5 separate regions of the Mus musculus genome follow, and regions 2, 3, 4 and 5 are each linked to region 1. The links are chromatin contacts, called in public HiChIP or PLAC-seq, Micro-C and promoter capture Hi-C maps. All regions are on one chromosome and are shown on one strand. The core of a region is the stretch at or near the end of the contact, and the rest is flanking DNA. Distances in the headings are between cores, read along the strand shown.

Region 1 (2,700 bases), core at 83-2,582:
TCATGCAATTCCCTCACAAGATGGTGTTTGTGGTTCCTGCGACACAGGCCAGGTACCCTACCACCCCTACCGCCCCACCAATACCTGTCTGGTACCTACAAAGACACAGATTACAGGCACAATCCTTCAGTGCAAACCAGTCTGGCTGCTTTAGAAAGAGATGTTTTTCTACTTCTAAATCCACTCAGGAGCTCAAGCGATGTGTCTCTTTCTCCCACTTCTCTCTGACAGCTTCTTTGCCCCAGGTACCCCCAAGCCCCTCAAAGTTCTGCTGGGGGGGGGGGGAAGTACAGGCTCCTGCCCAACCCTTACCGGAAGCTGGAGGGGGGGTGTCACAGGAGGTGTCAAGAGCCAATCAAAGCCAGCTTCTTCCTTCCTGACCTTCGCACCTAATTCCCAGGGGCAACCCTCGCCCTCACTCCCAAACACTTGAAGGAGCCCAGCTTTGTTTTTGAGTCCCCAATCCCTTTCAGAAAACAGCTAAGACCGAAGAATAACAGAAGAAGAAAGGGTTAAAAAGCCTTCCCCCCCGCCCCCCCCCGTAGGGTCCTTGACGGCTGGGAGGGGCTTAGGGGGCGCAAAAATTTTCTTGCCTATCCACTACCTAGAAAGAGGAACGTGAAAAGGGAGGGAGAGCGGCTCGGAAGGAGGCAACAGGCTTCCCGGAGGGGACCTGTAATTTCAAGAGCTTTTCTGGAAAATTAAGTACGAAAAGGGGGAGAGGGTGTCGTTGGCTCTTCAAGCCCACTCTCCACTTGCTTAAAAAAAAAGAAAAGAAAAGAAAAGAAAAAGAAAAAGAAAAGTGGAGAGTGGGTAGGGCGGAACAGGAAAAAAAAAAAGAAAAAGAAAAGAAAAGAAACCCACAACTTACAGCGGTGAAGTATTTTTCTAGCCTGGCTAGGAAAGGGAAAAGAAGGAGGTTGGGGGTGGAGGCAGTGGGAGCAAGAAGAGGGTAGGAGTCTGCCCGCGCCGCCAGGTGCACCCCGGCCCGCACGTACCTGCTGGCCGCCGCCACCGCTGGAGTAGGACTCGGCGTGCGCAGGAGAGCCGCTGCTGCCCCGGGACGAGGTGTCAAAGTTCCCGGGATAATCCTGGTACATGATCCGCGGTGGGGGCCGGAGAGGAAACAGGGTGGTTTTCTTCCCCGCCCTCGCCGCGGCCGCGCACAGTCTGCTGCGCGCTCGCTGGTCCACCGGCCCGGCCACGGGCTGGGCTTTTCGCTCCCGGGATGTCCCCTAACCAAGGCAGACAGGAGGCAGCGACACTCGGGAAGTGACCCCCCCGATCGCCGCGCACCGCACTTCGTTTCTGCTCTGCAAGCTCCGCGGAACCGGTTGTCCACCGAGTCCCTCCCTCTAAAAAGTCGGCGCGTCCCTCGGTCCCTCCCCTGCGCGCGCCCTTCCGCCCCCGCGCGCAGCCGGAGCTCTGCCGGGACCCACGGGCTGGAGAAAAATGGGCAACGCAAAAAGACTAGGAGCCCCGCGGGTGTCGCTTGGCAGCTCTGGGGGACTCCCTCCCCGATCTCTCAGGGCGCCAAAAAGGCGAAAAAGAAAAGCTGCCGGTTGGGAGAAACTTCTGTTTCCTCCTTTTAGAAAAGGAGCCCGAGAATAAACTTCCTGTGGCCAACTCGCCGCCTGAGTTTCCCGGCGACTCGGACACTTGACTTAGGACAAGGCGGTGAGCGCCGGTCCAGCGGCCCCGATCGCGCCGGTGGGACAGCGCCCGTGGGATTCTAGGCTGAGCGGTGCTGAGAGGGACGTGGCTCCGCGTCGCAGTGACCTGCACCCCGTGCTGGCTCCAGGACCTGCCAAGCCTCGCGCTTCTCGCCTCGCTTCGCCCTCCCCTCTCTCCCCCTCTTTCTTGCGCTCGCTCTCTTTCTCTCTCTCTGTCCCTGCCGAGCGCCGCTCACTGTCTCGCTTCGAGCCCCTGCGCTCTGCCCGAGATGAGTCACTACAATGGCACGAGTTCAACTCCACACTCTTTATTCTCCAGCCCCGCACCATGTGGATCCACTCACGTCAACCTTAGACTCCACCTTGCTGGGAGGAGCGCTCGAGGCGGCGGGGGAGGAGGCCTGGGACAAGGAGGAGGAGGAAGAGGCGCGGGAGGGGAGGGGAGAAGGCGGGCGGGGCGCTCCCCTCCCGGCCTCGCTCGCGGTCGCGCTGACGCCAGCCACAGACCCCGCGCGAGGAAGGCGGGAGGCGGGGAGGGTGGGAGAGCGCGGCCCTCGCACTACGGGGGCGCCGAGGCCGCCCGCGTTCTCGCCGAACTCCTCCACCCCCCCTGGGGCGCAGCGCCCTTGGTCTGTTCCATTGGCGCACGTTGCCAAAGATGGTCATTTGCGTTAGAGGACGCGAATGCGGGTTTCCTCGCCTTCGGGTGACGTGGAGGGAGAGGGATTCCCTCGCCTGCTCCCGCCTGCGCCCTGGCCTCCCTACCTCCTCCCCTCCATCCCCAACCAAAAGGAAGGGGCGCGGGGCGGGGCCCCGAAAGCGGCCGCGCCGGCCTGGGCTCCGGGTTTTAGAAAAGGAAAAAAAAAAAAAAAAAAAAAAAATCGCAGCCCTGAAGACGAGACGGGCGGCTCAGTGCGGCGCCACCGCGAGGCAGAGAGCCCGGCGCGCAGAGCTGCTCGCGGGGAGGGCGCGGCCGTGCGCAGTCGTCCGCACCCTCAGCGGCGCCGCCCGGTACAGCGGGCGTCCT
Region 2 (2,700 bases), core at 112-2,611, 1.4 Mb after region 1:
CATGCCTGTCTACTCTCCCCAAACCCGGGAGGTCTCCACCCTCCCTTCATCTCCCCGCCCCTCTTCATTCTTCAGAGCAGCCTCGCCTCGCGCCACCTGCGCGAAGCTTCAGACCCGCCTCCCACCCAATTGTCAGCCCTTCCCAAACCACAGCCTCCTCCTCCAGATTCGATCACCTGTCCCCACCCATCTCCCCCTTTCTGCTCAAATCCAGGCCTCCACGCCCGTTTGTTCCAGCCATCTCCCCAGGCCCGGGGCATCGATATCCCTCACCCACCAAGATAGATGCTGCGTGGCAGACTAGGCGACATGGCTCCAGCGGAGGGACCTAGCGCCGCGCCGCCAGGGGCTGGGCAGATGCAAGAGGCCTTTGTGGTTTCGGCAGGTGCCTCTAGGGCCTCTGCTCTGCTCAGGGAACAGAGGATACAAACGATGGGGTTAGGACCACGTTAGGCAGATATCAGACCAGAGGCGCAGTTGGTGGGAACTAGGGACCGCGGCGATCCAGGGACGTACAAGAGGACAGGTCCGGCCACCACAGAAACACTCCCCTACACCCCACCTTTTAGCCATTTACTGCACGTCGACCAGCTACGGCTGCGCGACTACTGGGTGCTAGGCGTGAATCCCTTCAACTTAGCTGCCTCCTTATTCTAGCTATTTGTAAATCTTTCCAGCACACATTAATGCCTTAGGCGTCGCAAGTCACCAAGCCGAGTTCTGTGGGACTACAAAGACCCAGACTTGCGCCCCACCTTAGTCCGGATCTGCCTGAATCCTCAACATCTCTTTCATCGGCTGGAGGAGCCTAGGCGCAACCCAATTCCCTCCCTTTTGTGAGCCTCAGGGAGAAACTGAAAGAGGGGTGGATGTTGCAGCCCGGAAAGATCAAGCCCACCACCCTCCCCTTGCCATCACCCACTGCTCCAGGATGATGCGATTGTGCGGGTCCGTCGGTCGGTCTCTGGGTCTCGCCGCGGCGCGGTAGCTGCGGTTGCACGGGGCGGGAGCGGCTGCTAGCGCGCTCTCTCGGTGGCTGCCTTGCGCGCCTGGAGCGGAGTCCCGAGTGGCGAGCGGGGGTGGGGACGAGGGTGGGGGCGGGGAGCCGCCTGGGCCAATCACGGATCCGAGGGCTCCGCCCCAAGTGCTCGCCACCTCGAGCTAGCAGGTTAGGCGGAGGCGGGACCAGTAGCGCCCCGCGTCCTCCGCGTTGCCGCCGCCTTTGGGACTACAAATCCCGACAGTCCCTTTTGCAGGCCCCGGGTCCGAGAAGGGACAGAGGGCATGGCCCCAGGACCTCGACAACCCCCAGCCATCTAAGCGCCATTCTCAGCGTTCCTTTCTGGTCCCATGGTAACTAGCGACACTTCACAAAGCCCAGGCGCTGGGGCGGTATGGCTCGAGTCCCCTGGGAGGGTATAGGGCGTCTCCGGAGGACACATCGCCTCCCCTCCTCCTGCAAGACCCCACCCGAGGGGCTGAAACAATGCGGTGGCGGGGTCTCTCCGAGGCTGCGGGTTCCCAGTTGCGCCATCGGATTAGCGTCCTACCGAGTCTGAGACTGATGGGATTGCAGACTGTAGAGGGCGAGGTGGTCAGTACAGGAACACTGTTCTCATAGACCAAGGGAACGGCCACTCTGGGCGCCTCACTTCGCACCTTCTTTCTCTTGAGGTATTGAAGCCACCGTCTTTTCCAGAGCAGCGCTTGGACGTCGATGTCCAGCGCCCAGGTCCTATCCTATTTTTGACATCTCCTTTAAAAGAAAGTGTGTGTGTGTGTGTGTGTGTGTGTGTGTGTGTGTGTGTTTTAAACTCATTTCACATCAGCACCACCATCTTTATTTCCGGGTTGCTGTTGTTTTGACGGTTTTATTAGGTAGCCCCCTGCTAGCCTAGAATTTGAATTGAACCTCCTGCCTCTGCCTTCCGAATAGTGGGATTACAGATGTTCACCGCCACACCTTGTCCAGTTTCACCATTTTAGTACACAGTTGACTTAACCACAAACGATCCTGTAAATGGAGCGAGACAGTTCTTTTTCCTTAACTAATTTATGGCTCAGGCCTTTCCCTGAGCTCCGTGTTAGTCTGTCATTATTGTGACAGCTTAAATATAGCTTCAGAACTTGAATCTCTTCACTTGATGTCACCCCAATGGTGTTGCAAACCCGTGTGGAAATGCAGCATTAATACTGCCCCCGCCCCTGGATTCCTGGGGATCTACAACTGCTGTTGAAGAAGTTGGTTCTTTCCAGGGCTTCCCTCAGTTCCGGGGGTGGAGACGGGGGTGTGAGTCCCTTGGCTGCTTTCCTGAAGTGCTTTTCTCTAAGGCTATTTTCAAAGAAAATCGTACTTTATAACTTCGGGTGGAGGGAGCAGGATCCTCTGAATTTTAACAAAATGTACAGCCTGCACGTTAAGCTCCAGTCCTCCAAATGTGGGTCCCACTGGGTCATGTGCTCTGTGATCCACTCCTGGATGCGTTTAGGGCCACACAGGCGTGCCCCTAGGGGGTGCGGGGTTACTACATTTGGTCTCCAATTCTTTTTTTTTTTTTTTTTTTTTTTTTTTTTTTTTTTTTTTTTTGGCTTTTCGAGACAGGGTTTCTCTGTGTAGCTCTGGAACTCACTCTGTAGTCCAGGCTGGCCTCGAACTCAGAAATCCGCCTGCCTCTGCCTCCTAAGGGCTGAGATTAAAGG
Region 3 (2,700 bases), core at 124-2,623, 1.3 Mb before region 1:
CTGGAGCACACGTCGTAGGCGCACACACTCACACTCTGGGCACGCCAGTTCCATCGCCGGGTCCCACCTGGGTCCTTCAGAGGCGGGTCAGCTCATTGGCCTGAGCGAGAGGAGGAGGAAAACTAGGAAGCGAAGCATCGGCTACCTGACCCTCATCCTCCAAAGCCGGGCTCGACCTTCCGAGGTCGTCCGCCGAGACTGTCCTGTAAATCTCCAGACTGGACAAGACGGTGCACAAACGCTCAGGCCTCAAACGGCCCTTCTGATTTGTTAGGGATGGGGAAGAGGACAGTTTCCGTATTATTTCTGGAAGAAACACATATTTTCCCGTTACATGAAGGGTATCGATCTTTATGTAGGCCACCTGCTATTTGTGCGATTTTTCGGTCACCCTTTGGGGGGGGGGCGGGGACTAGGACGGCCGTCTAGCCCTACTCATTTCGATTCCACTTCTAATGAGCGTCACTCGCGGGCGCCAGCCCCGCCTCTTGCGGGGGATTTCGAGTCGTCCCTAATTTGATCCAGCCAAGGGGGCGGGAGTCAAAGCCAGTGAGGATGGAGGGACAGAGATTCTGACCAGATTGCTCCAGACGCGGAAAAACAGCAATCGAGGGCAGCGGAAACCGAAACTCTGGGAACACGCCCCACAAGGGGCTGAAGACCCTGGAGAGACTCAGAACCCGCAAGAACCCCTCTCTCCCTTTCCGTCCTAGCAGCGGAAGGCGCGAGAGCCCCTGGTGCCAGGATAGCCCAGAACCCCGCGTGCCACGGCAGCAGGAGAGACCTGCCTTAGCGGTACCCTGAGCTGGGATGTCCAGGCCAACTCGGGGCGCGTGGGTTCCCACGTCCTGGGGCCTCTGCAGCCCTCCACAGCCAACTGATCCCGCAATTATTTAAAAGGCGACTGTCTCCTCCCCCTTCGCCAAGGAGGCGGGCACGCAGTTTCCAGCCCCGCGGAGGCGCAGCGGCACGGTGCTGAGCACCCCAGCCTCCAGTGGACTGTGCTCTGGCTCCGGGCAGGGCGTCTGTCTGTCCGTCTCTGCGGCTCAGTCCGTGAGTCCCGTACCGGGCCCGCCTACTCCGCTTGGGACCGTTCGCAGCCAATTAGGCGTGAGCGCTAACGAGGGAAGCGGAACCCTGCGGCCGCCTGCGGGCGCACGTGTGTGCGGCGTGTGGGCGCGTGGGCGCCTCCGGCGGGGCCGCCATAAATGCACTGGCCCGGCGCGGCGGGCGCCTGAAGCGGTGGCGGAGGCAAGGCCAGGCAGCACCAGCAGAGCGGGAACAGCTGGGCTGAGGCTGATTTTGCGGGGCGCAGGGATGGGATCCCAGTAGGTAGCGGGGGCCCGAGCCGCCTGAGCGGCCCGAGGCCCGCATGAGTACCAGCGGCCCGGCGGCACCCGGGGACGTCCCCGCGCTGCCACCGCCACCGCCCGGGCCCGGCTCGGGGCCCGCACCGCCGGCTCCTGCGGCTACAGCTCGGGACACTATGGACGGACGAGCTGAGCTGCCCATCTTTCCCCGGGCTGGAGTGCCACCGCTCGCGGCCAGCGACACTGTTCCCGCGGTGCCAGAGGGGGCTGGAGCGGCCCGGCCCGCCGCGCCCCCGCGCCCCACCTCCTTCTCCGTGTTGGACATCCTAGATCCCAACAAGTTCAACAGTAGGAGACGCCGCTGCGTGCTACTGGGCCCTGTGGTGCCCGCTACGTGTGCCCCATGCGCCCCGGCCGCGTGCGTCGCGGTCCCCGCTGCCTCCGGACGTTCGCCGCGCGCAGAGCTAGAACGCCGAGCCCTCTCCGCCGCCACAGGAGTCGCAGCGGCCGCGGGAGCTGAGCCTACAAGTGAGTATAAGGGGTTGGTGATAGGGGCGAGGACACCGACTGCTCCGGAATGTTTATGCTCCCGGCGAGCTGGGCCTGACCCAAGCGCCGCCGGGCTCTGTGGAAAGTTCGCAGAGCGCGGGGTCCGCCCCAAGCATCCGTGGCCTCCTCCCGACCCGGACTCTAGGGCCCTCACTGCTGCACGCTTCTGGAAAGGTTCTGTTGGGCCAAATCTGGGGCCTTGGGGTTGCGACTACGGTCCAGGATTCATCTAGTCAATCTTTGGTGTTGGAGGGTAGTTGGTGCTGGAGGCAAAGGGACATGCGGCGACTGACTTGGTGACTTACCCACCCCCACCGTGGCCTTCCCGGCCCTCCCCCTTTGGACAAATCAGACTAATTGTGACAAAACGCTGGTTATCTCTGGAAAAACAATTAAATCCCTTCGATTACAGTTAAAGGGAAATGTGCTTAGCGGCGGAAAGCGGCCGGTAATGGGGCGGCCCGCGCCCCCTTTGCGGTCGATATCCCATTACGGCGCATGCATATCTCTTTCAAGCACCTTGCAAACTCCCCCCGAACATCTAAATTATAGGGTCAAAATTCGGATAATTACTCGATTAAAACCTATTACACTTATTAGGGGCCGCTATTGATCGCGAATTGCATTCGACCAGCTCCTGATTGCTTTTTGTGCCCCTCCCCCGTCCTCCTCTAACTTCTTGGCCCCTGCGCCTCTCATGGACCAGAACGCTCAGGGAGAACTGGACTGGGGCCGCCAGCTCTACCAACGCGGTTGCATTGACCTTCCGTTCCTAGAGAGAGGAAGGGCAGGCCATGCAGGCTGCAGTTGGACCCCTCTCTCCGCCAAGGGGTTGGTCTAC
Region 4 (2,843 bases), core at 18-2,517, 1.5 Mb before region 1:
TGGAAAGAAAGCGTTTCCAAGAGAAGCCATTTATTTTGAAGTTGTGGTCAGGCTGTACGGAAGGAGGACTTAGAGGCACAGACCCAGGAACAAGAAATATCCCTGGGTTCAGGAAGACAGACGACAGACAGAATAGTTTCGCAGAAAAGATGGAGTAAGAGACTTGGGGCGACGGATGTCCCTGGCTCTGAGACGCGATTCTCCTACACGACACGCTCGACCAGAACAGGAACCAGCACGGCCTCTTTGGAGGCCATCAACTGGGTCAGACCGAGATCACTGGCAGGCCGGCCTGCAAAGCCCAGCCCACGGGCAGGTTCCTGTCCTGCCTAGGAGGCTAGGTGCATCCCCTGAGTTTAGAACAGAGGAGGCTGGAGTGAGGGGTGGGTCCTCAACAAAGGGAGAGAGCGAAGCTGCGGAAGACAGGAACGGTAACTCAGCTCGCAGGAATCAAGTTCCGTGGGGCTGATCCCCACCCTGCGCCCGAGGGAAATAAAAAATCGCCGTTTCCCTTACCTGACTACGGTTGCCAAGCCCTGGGCCCGCGCGGACGCCCACCGCAAGGGAGGAGCGCCGTGCCCGCTTCGCGCTAAGAAAACGGAGCAGGAGAAACCCAGCCGAAGGAACCCCAACAAGGTCCGCTCTCGCAGTCCCGGAACGTCGTCCGCTACGCCCGCCCCAGATTCAAATACCGAAAGTTGGCGTTCCACAGCCAATCAGCGCGTTGGAGAAGAGGCTTCCGTAGAGCCACCTGTGGCCAATTGCAAGCCATACTGGTCCCGCCCTTCTTGCGCAGGGAGTTCCGCTTCCGGGACTGAGGGCACAGTGGGAGCGTTGGGGCGTATGGGAACTGTGGTCTAGCATCGGGGGCCGAGAGGGCTTGTTGGTAGCCAGTGACTGTGAGAGCCATCATGGCCCAGAAAATCTCATGGTCGGCCGCGAATGCGGTTGGAAACCAGTTCGCCCTGGCTCGGTTTTTCTCAGCTGTTAAATGGACCCAGTTGCAGTGTCTCCTCCGAGCTGTTTGTAAGGGAGAAGTTGAACCCTTACGGGGGGTGTCTGGGCGGCTCACAGCTTGTGGGTCAGCGTAGGGTCCGAGAACTCCCCACTCAGAATGCCGGGGGCGGCCTCGCGAGACTCTGACTCCCAGGGTGCCCTTCGGGTCAACCCAACAGGGAAATTGTCTCCCACAGTGCCCCGCGGGCAGCCTGAGGAGGGGACTCCATTTCCTAGAATGCTTTGCGGGTGCCTGGACAGGAGGCGCTCAGATTCGCAGGATGCCCCGCCAGTAGCCGGACTTGGACTCCGTTTCCCAGAGTGCCCCGCGGGCGATCTGACGGCGGTGGCTGCGGCAACAAACCAACTGTCCAGAACTGGACTCTCCTGCCTCTGCACGGCCCAGTGAGCGGTGGCGGGATGGACAGCCCTGAGGTGACCTTCACGTTGGCCTACCTGGTCTTCGCAGTGTGCTTCGTGTTCACGCCCAACGAGTTCTACTCGGCCGGGCTCACAGTGCAGAATCTGTTGTCGGGCTGGCTGGGCAGCGAGGACGCCGCCTTCGTACCTTACCACCTTCGCCGCACTTCCGCCACACTACTGTGTCACTCACTGCTGCCGTTAGGTGAGCCTCCTGTGTGCCGGCCGGTGGTTGGCGCTTAACCGGGCGCTTGGAGACTCCAAGGGTGAGGAACTGGAGCAGAAGCCGGTCAAGATCATGAACAAGCAAGCGGGATCTCTGCAGCCCTGGCTGTGAGCTGAGCGCTCTAGAGCACCATACGCTCTTCCAGTTGGGAGGCGGCGGCCCTGGCGCTGTCCTGCGAGTGGTGCTCGGGTGGGGCTAAGCTCCAGTCTTTGACATCACTGCGGCTGGAGTGCAGAATCGTTCAGCCTGCTTGCTATGTTGGACGATTTCTATAGGAAAGAGCTCCTGTTGATTTCATTACAACAGGGGTTGGAGAGATCCCAGGGGAAGGTGGGTGTAAGAAGAGCAGGCAGAGATGAAGACGGTCAAGGTTGGGAATGTTAATGGAGCGTTTCCTTTGCCGGGCTAGGTCTATGGCCCTGTCCAAGGCCATGGTATGTGGTGCCCCAAGTGCTAGTGGGACCTCGGAGAGGCCCATCTGTTGGCTGATTGGAGGAAAGGTTGGGGAAACTGCTGGAATATAGCAGTGATTGAAGTCTGGGATCCAGATGAAGGAGACCTTTGGAAGCTACAGGGACAGGGAAAGATAGATCTGGGAGAACACATGTCTGCTTGTCTGTCATACTTGCAGCTCTGGGCACAGGAATGATTGGTGTGAAGCAGCTGCTTAGGCTCCAGAGAGGCAGAGGCAGGTGTGGTAATAGAAACACTCAGATCTGTTTTGAGAAGAAGGAGGGTGGAGAGGACTCCTTTGGAGAACTGGAGATGGAGTTGGCATGGTCATGTAGTTTGGTTTGGAGACCTAGTTAGTACACTGCAAGGCATATCAAGAGTGTGGGGCTCTAAGGCAGGACTCCTGACCAAGGGCTGTCCAGTGGGCACTCCCATACCAGAACAAGGAACCCAAAGTTAATAAGCACAAGTCACTCAGGGAGGTCATATTGAGAGCAGACAGACGGTGGAGCTGTCTTCTGTTGCTACATAACAAGTTATTTTAACATGTAGTGAATTGGCTAGAAGTAAACAGTTACTATTGTTTTTTGCAGATTGGAGCCTGCTCAAACAGTACCTTACCATCTGCAGATCATTTTGATGTTCAAGTTGCTCCCTGTTGGGTTAACAGGGCTCTGAAACTGGTTTCTCTGTTCTAGCAAGGTGCCCTATCACTGGGTACTTGCTCATTTTCTTGTTCAGTGTCCCA
Region 5 (2,819 bases), core at 198-2,697, 1.2 Mb after region 1:
CTGTTGCCATTTTCATATTCCGTTTCAGCACAGTCAGGCCGGGTCCACACGTTGAACTCGTAGTCAGGGGAAGCAGCAGACCCACTAGCGGGGGCTGTTGCCACCCCTCCTACGCCTTCCCCATCACTAGACACAGTCTCCACCTTTTCCACATGGGCTAGGTTCCCTGAATCAAAGCGAGAACTGAACAGCAATCCCCCACAGCGCAGCTCCATGGTGGGGCTGGGAAAGCATCCTCTTGCCCCACACAGGCCCTGAGAGCTGGGGGGAAAAAAAATCAAAGTTGGGATAGGGAGGAAGGGCAGAAAATGAAACAATGTGTTTGGTATGTCTGGATAAATGAGAAATGTCTTTTCTACTCTATGAAGCAAAACGCTCTTATTCATAGAAAACCTGGAAGTAGCCTTTCAGTAAGATCAAGAGAAAGCACAACTCTGTCCCTGGACACCCAAGGAGTATGAGCGACCTAAAAACACCCTATTTTACTACATCACCACCGTTCCCCAATCGAATGCTCACTAGCTTCCTTAGTTGAGTTGGAAAACGCTAGATTCTCAAGCTTTTTAACAACCTAAGAGGCAGAGACTCGAGGTCGGGTGGTTGCCACTGACTCTATGAGGGAGAGGCCATATTAAAATTTCCTATATTGGCTTTGTACTGGACAGCCCGGAGCAAGAAGAACCAAGTTTCTAAGTGTAAATGGTAGCTTCCTTTCTTTACCTCTTTTGTCTTCACAAGCACCGACTGTAATTATACTCGTTTCTCGGAGACCTTGAAGAGCGTTGCTACCACCCCCTTCCTCTACTACGCCTATTATGAAAACGTAGCCTATGCCCGGCCAAAGCCACTTGCTCACCTGCCCTGAACCTCAGTTCCAATTAGGGTCTGTTTCCATCCTCCCGCCCTGTAGACACGAGCCCGTGCAAAAGCTACCCTCGAAGGTGTGGGTAACGGGCGTCCTAAGCACCCCTAGGAAGGCTGGGCCAGTAGAGTCCCGCTTGGAAGCAGCAGGCAGCTCCTCGATTCGCGAGGACCCTCGCGCTGCCTGGCTTGTCCAGGGCAGGGTGGGGTTTGGAAGCGTGGGAGGGGTCGAGACAGGTACACTGGCGGACAGGAAGGCGGGTCCTAGGGGTCAGAGGTGAGGCCACAGGAGCAGAGGGAGTCAACCAAAGGCGGGGTCGGCGGGCCGGCCGCGGCAGGCCGGGGGGCGGGGTGGCATTCGACGGGGGCTCCGGCAGAGCGGGCTGAGAAGGGGGCGGGGCCTGCCGGCGGGGCCGCAGTCCACGCGAAGCCCCTCACCTCTCTCCGGGCCGCTGCTCCCGCTCCCTCTCCCGCTAGCGAGGCGGCACCTCGGGCCCCGGCACCCGGGCCCTCCACCCGGGACCCACACAAAACCAGAGAGCCGCGGTGCCGGGACCCCACTCTGCCAGGAAACAAGAAGTCTCTTGCCTATTGGCCGCAGCTGCAGCTGGCTACCCGCCCAGTAAAGCGCACTGCCATTGGTCGCCACGCAGGGTTCCGTGCACGTTGGCAGGTACCTGTGAGGGGGCCGTTTGGGGGCTTCCGCGGGCCACCGCCGTGTGCGGCTCACTAGGCGTCTTCTCTGTAGGCGGTTAACGGCCCGCCTCCCCGAGGCGGGAAAGACAGAGCAGTGAGCAGGAAACAGGAAAAGACTTACCTGTGAATAAGAAAATAGCATGTGAAGCCGATCTTTGTTTACCGTGCTCCTAGCTCTACTGTGTAACGAAACGTGGACACAACAGATCATGAGCCTGATGGTGTGTAAAAGGAAGTGGAGGATGCGGGCATCGATCCCGCTACCTCTCGCATGCTAAGCGAGCGCTCTACCATTTGAGCTAATCCCCCAGCTGTAGTGCTGTACCTTCCTGTAACCTTTACAAGGTTTCCTGAGACTCAGTTTTCTAATGTAGTTCACAATATAAAGTAGGATGGAGCCCTCAGCAAGATTTTGAAACAGAGCCATGTAATACATACATAAGCAATAAGGACTTTTCTTGAAGTACATGTCACTATAGCTTTAACACCTAATATGCGAACAAGGTACGTTGTACTTCGACTACTTAACTGCTATATGTACTCAAGGGGTTTTCAACGTAGCCAGGAAAATACACTGCCTATCCTCAAGTAAGCGTTTCCCCCACGGAGCAATTGACCTAGGGTGTAGGTAAACTAAAAGTAGTGCACGAAGTCCTTCGAGCCGGAATCGAACCAGCGACCTAAGGATTACCATATTGTACTGACTACAGTCCTCCGCTCTACCAACTGAGCTATCGAAGGCCCCGCTGCGTCGGGCTGCTGCAGTTTTCCCTCTAATGCTTACCAAGATTTTTTTTTTTTCCCTAATGTGTTTCTGCGTAAACTAAAGGATCCCGGGCCAGAAGAAAGGCGGGCTTGCAGGCTCGCACCCTGCGGCAGGAGCTCGCCGTGAGCCGGATTGAGGCTAAAGCTGGGGCGGCCTTCCTCTCGCTAAGCAGACATTAGTTTCGGTGTTTGGGACTACGAATGCTGCTTCTGCTCCAGGTTTCCTTTGGTTTTCGGCGTGATGAAAGTATATAAAGCATGTTGTTCTGATGATGCGAAAGACATTCGCTCCGTCAGCTGAAGTGTCGGGGTCCATTCACCGAGACCCAGGCCAGAAGGGAAGACCGAGCCACGGGAGCGAGGGACCCCTATGCCCTGGACGCTGGGATGCAGCGGCGGCCCGGACTCCTACTCTCCGAGCCCACTGGCTGGGTGCAGTCCCAGGTCCTGCCCTAGTCGCTTATAACCTCGCTTTTATGGTCGAGGTCTGGGAAAGG

Evidence for each region. Promoter capture Hi-C pulls out the DNA fragments that hold promoters and counts their contacts. Hi-C and Micro-C count contacts between places; a contact is called where the count stands out from the background. HiChIP or PLAC-seq counts read pairs in DNA pulled down with a chosen protein or histone mark.
Region 2: a promoter capture Hi-C map of liver shows a contact between it and region 1, with 2.5 times the contacts expected there. The contact joins the promoter of Dpysl5 here to the promoter of Fosl2 in region 1. A contact is called at or near these places in 2 of 39 promoter capture datasets (liver and pre-B cells).
Region 3: a Micro-C map of embryonic stem cells shows a contact between it and region 1, with 7 times the contacts expected there. The contact joins the promoter of Nkx1-1 here to the promoter of Fosl2 in region 1. A contact is called at or near these places in 1 of 39 promoter capture datasets (embryonic stem cells), 3 of 484 Hi-C or Micro-C datasets (all in embryonic stem cells) and 1 of 115 datasets of contacts at active chromatin or transcription factors (embryonic stem cells).
Region 4: an H3K27ac HiChIP or PLAC-seq map of microglia shows a contact between it and region 1, with 5 times the contacts expected there. The contact joins the promoter of Tmem129 here to the promoter of Fosl2 in region 1. A contact is called at or near these places in 1 of 39 promoter capture datasets (hippocampal neurons) and 2 of 115 datasets of contacts at active chromatin or transcription factors (microglia and pancreatic cancer cells).
Region 5: a contact with region 1 is called in a promoter capture Hi-C map of liver, with 3 times the contacts expected there. The contact joins the promoter of Agbl5 here to the promoter of Fosl2 in region 1. A contact is called at or near these places in 3 of 39 promoter capture datasets (embryonic stem cells, liver and pre-B cells), 1 of 484 Hi-C or Micro-C datasets (uterus) and 1 of 115 datasets of contacts at active chromatin or transcription factors (pancreatic cancer cells).

Annotation. Positions count from the first base shown.
Region 1 is chr5:32,135,104-32,137,803 of GRCm38.p6, reverse strand. It overlaps Fosl2 (fos-like antigen 2), which reads right to left and starts at 1,332. Exons shown (of 4, transcript NM_008037.4): 1 at 999-1,332. The coding sequence starts at 1,100.
Region 2 is chr5:30,710,225-30,712,924 of GRCm38.p6, reverse strand. Dpysl5 (dihydropyrimidinase-like 5) reads right to left here and starts at 1,361. Exons shown (of 13, transcript NM_001356948.1): 1 at 923-1,361.
Region 3 is chr5:33,432,763-33,435,462 of GRCm38.p6, reverse strand. It overlaps Nkx1-1 (NK1 homeobox 1), which reads left to right and starts at 1,373. Exons shown (of 2, transcript NM_011320.1): 1 at 1,373-1,838. The coding sequence starts at 1,373.
Region 4 is chr5:33,656,401-33,659,243 of GRCm38.p6, reverse strand. It overlaps Tmem129 (transmembrane protein 129), which reads left to right and starts at 1,267. Exons shown (of 4, transcript NM_026698.3): 1 at 1,267-1,621. The coding sequence starts at 1,417. It overlaps Tacc3 (transforming, acidic coiled-coil containing protein 3), which reads right to left and starts at 1,116. Exons shown (of 15, transcript NM_001040435.3): 1 at 517-1,116.
Region 5 is chr5:30,887,562-30,890,380 of GRCm38.p6, reverse strand. Agbl5 (ATP/GTP binding protein-like 5) reads right to left here and starts at 1,447. Exons shown (of 16, transcript NM_001374737.1): 1 at 857-1,447; 2 at 1-261. The coding sequence starts at 215. Gm35795 (a long non-coding RNA gene) reads left to right here and starts at 1,426. Exons shown (of 2, transcript XR_376844.2): 1 at 1,426-1,534; 2 at 2,387-2,819. n-TYgta9 (a tRNA gene) reads right to left here and starts at 2,298; the gene lies at 2,210-2,298. n-TAagc15 (a tRNA gene) reads right to left here and starts at 1,866; the gene lies at 1,794-1,866.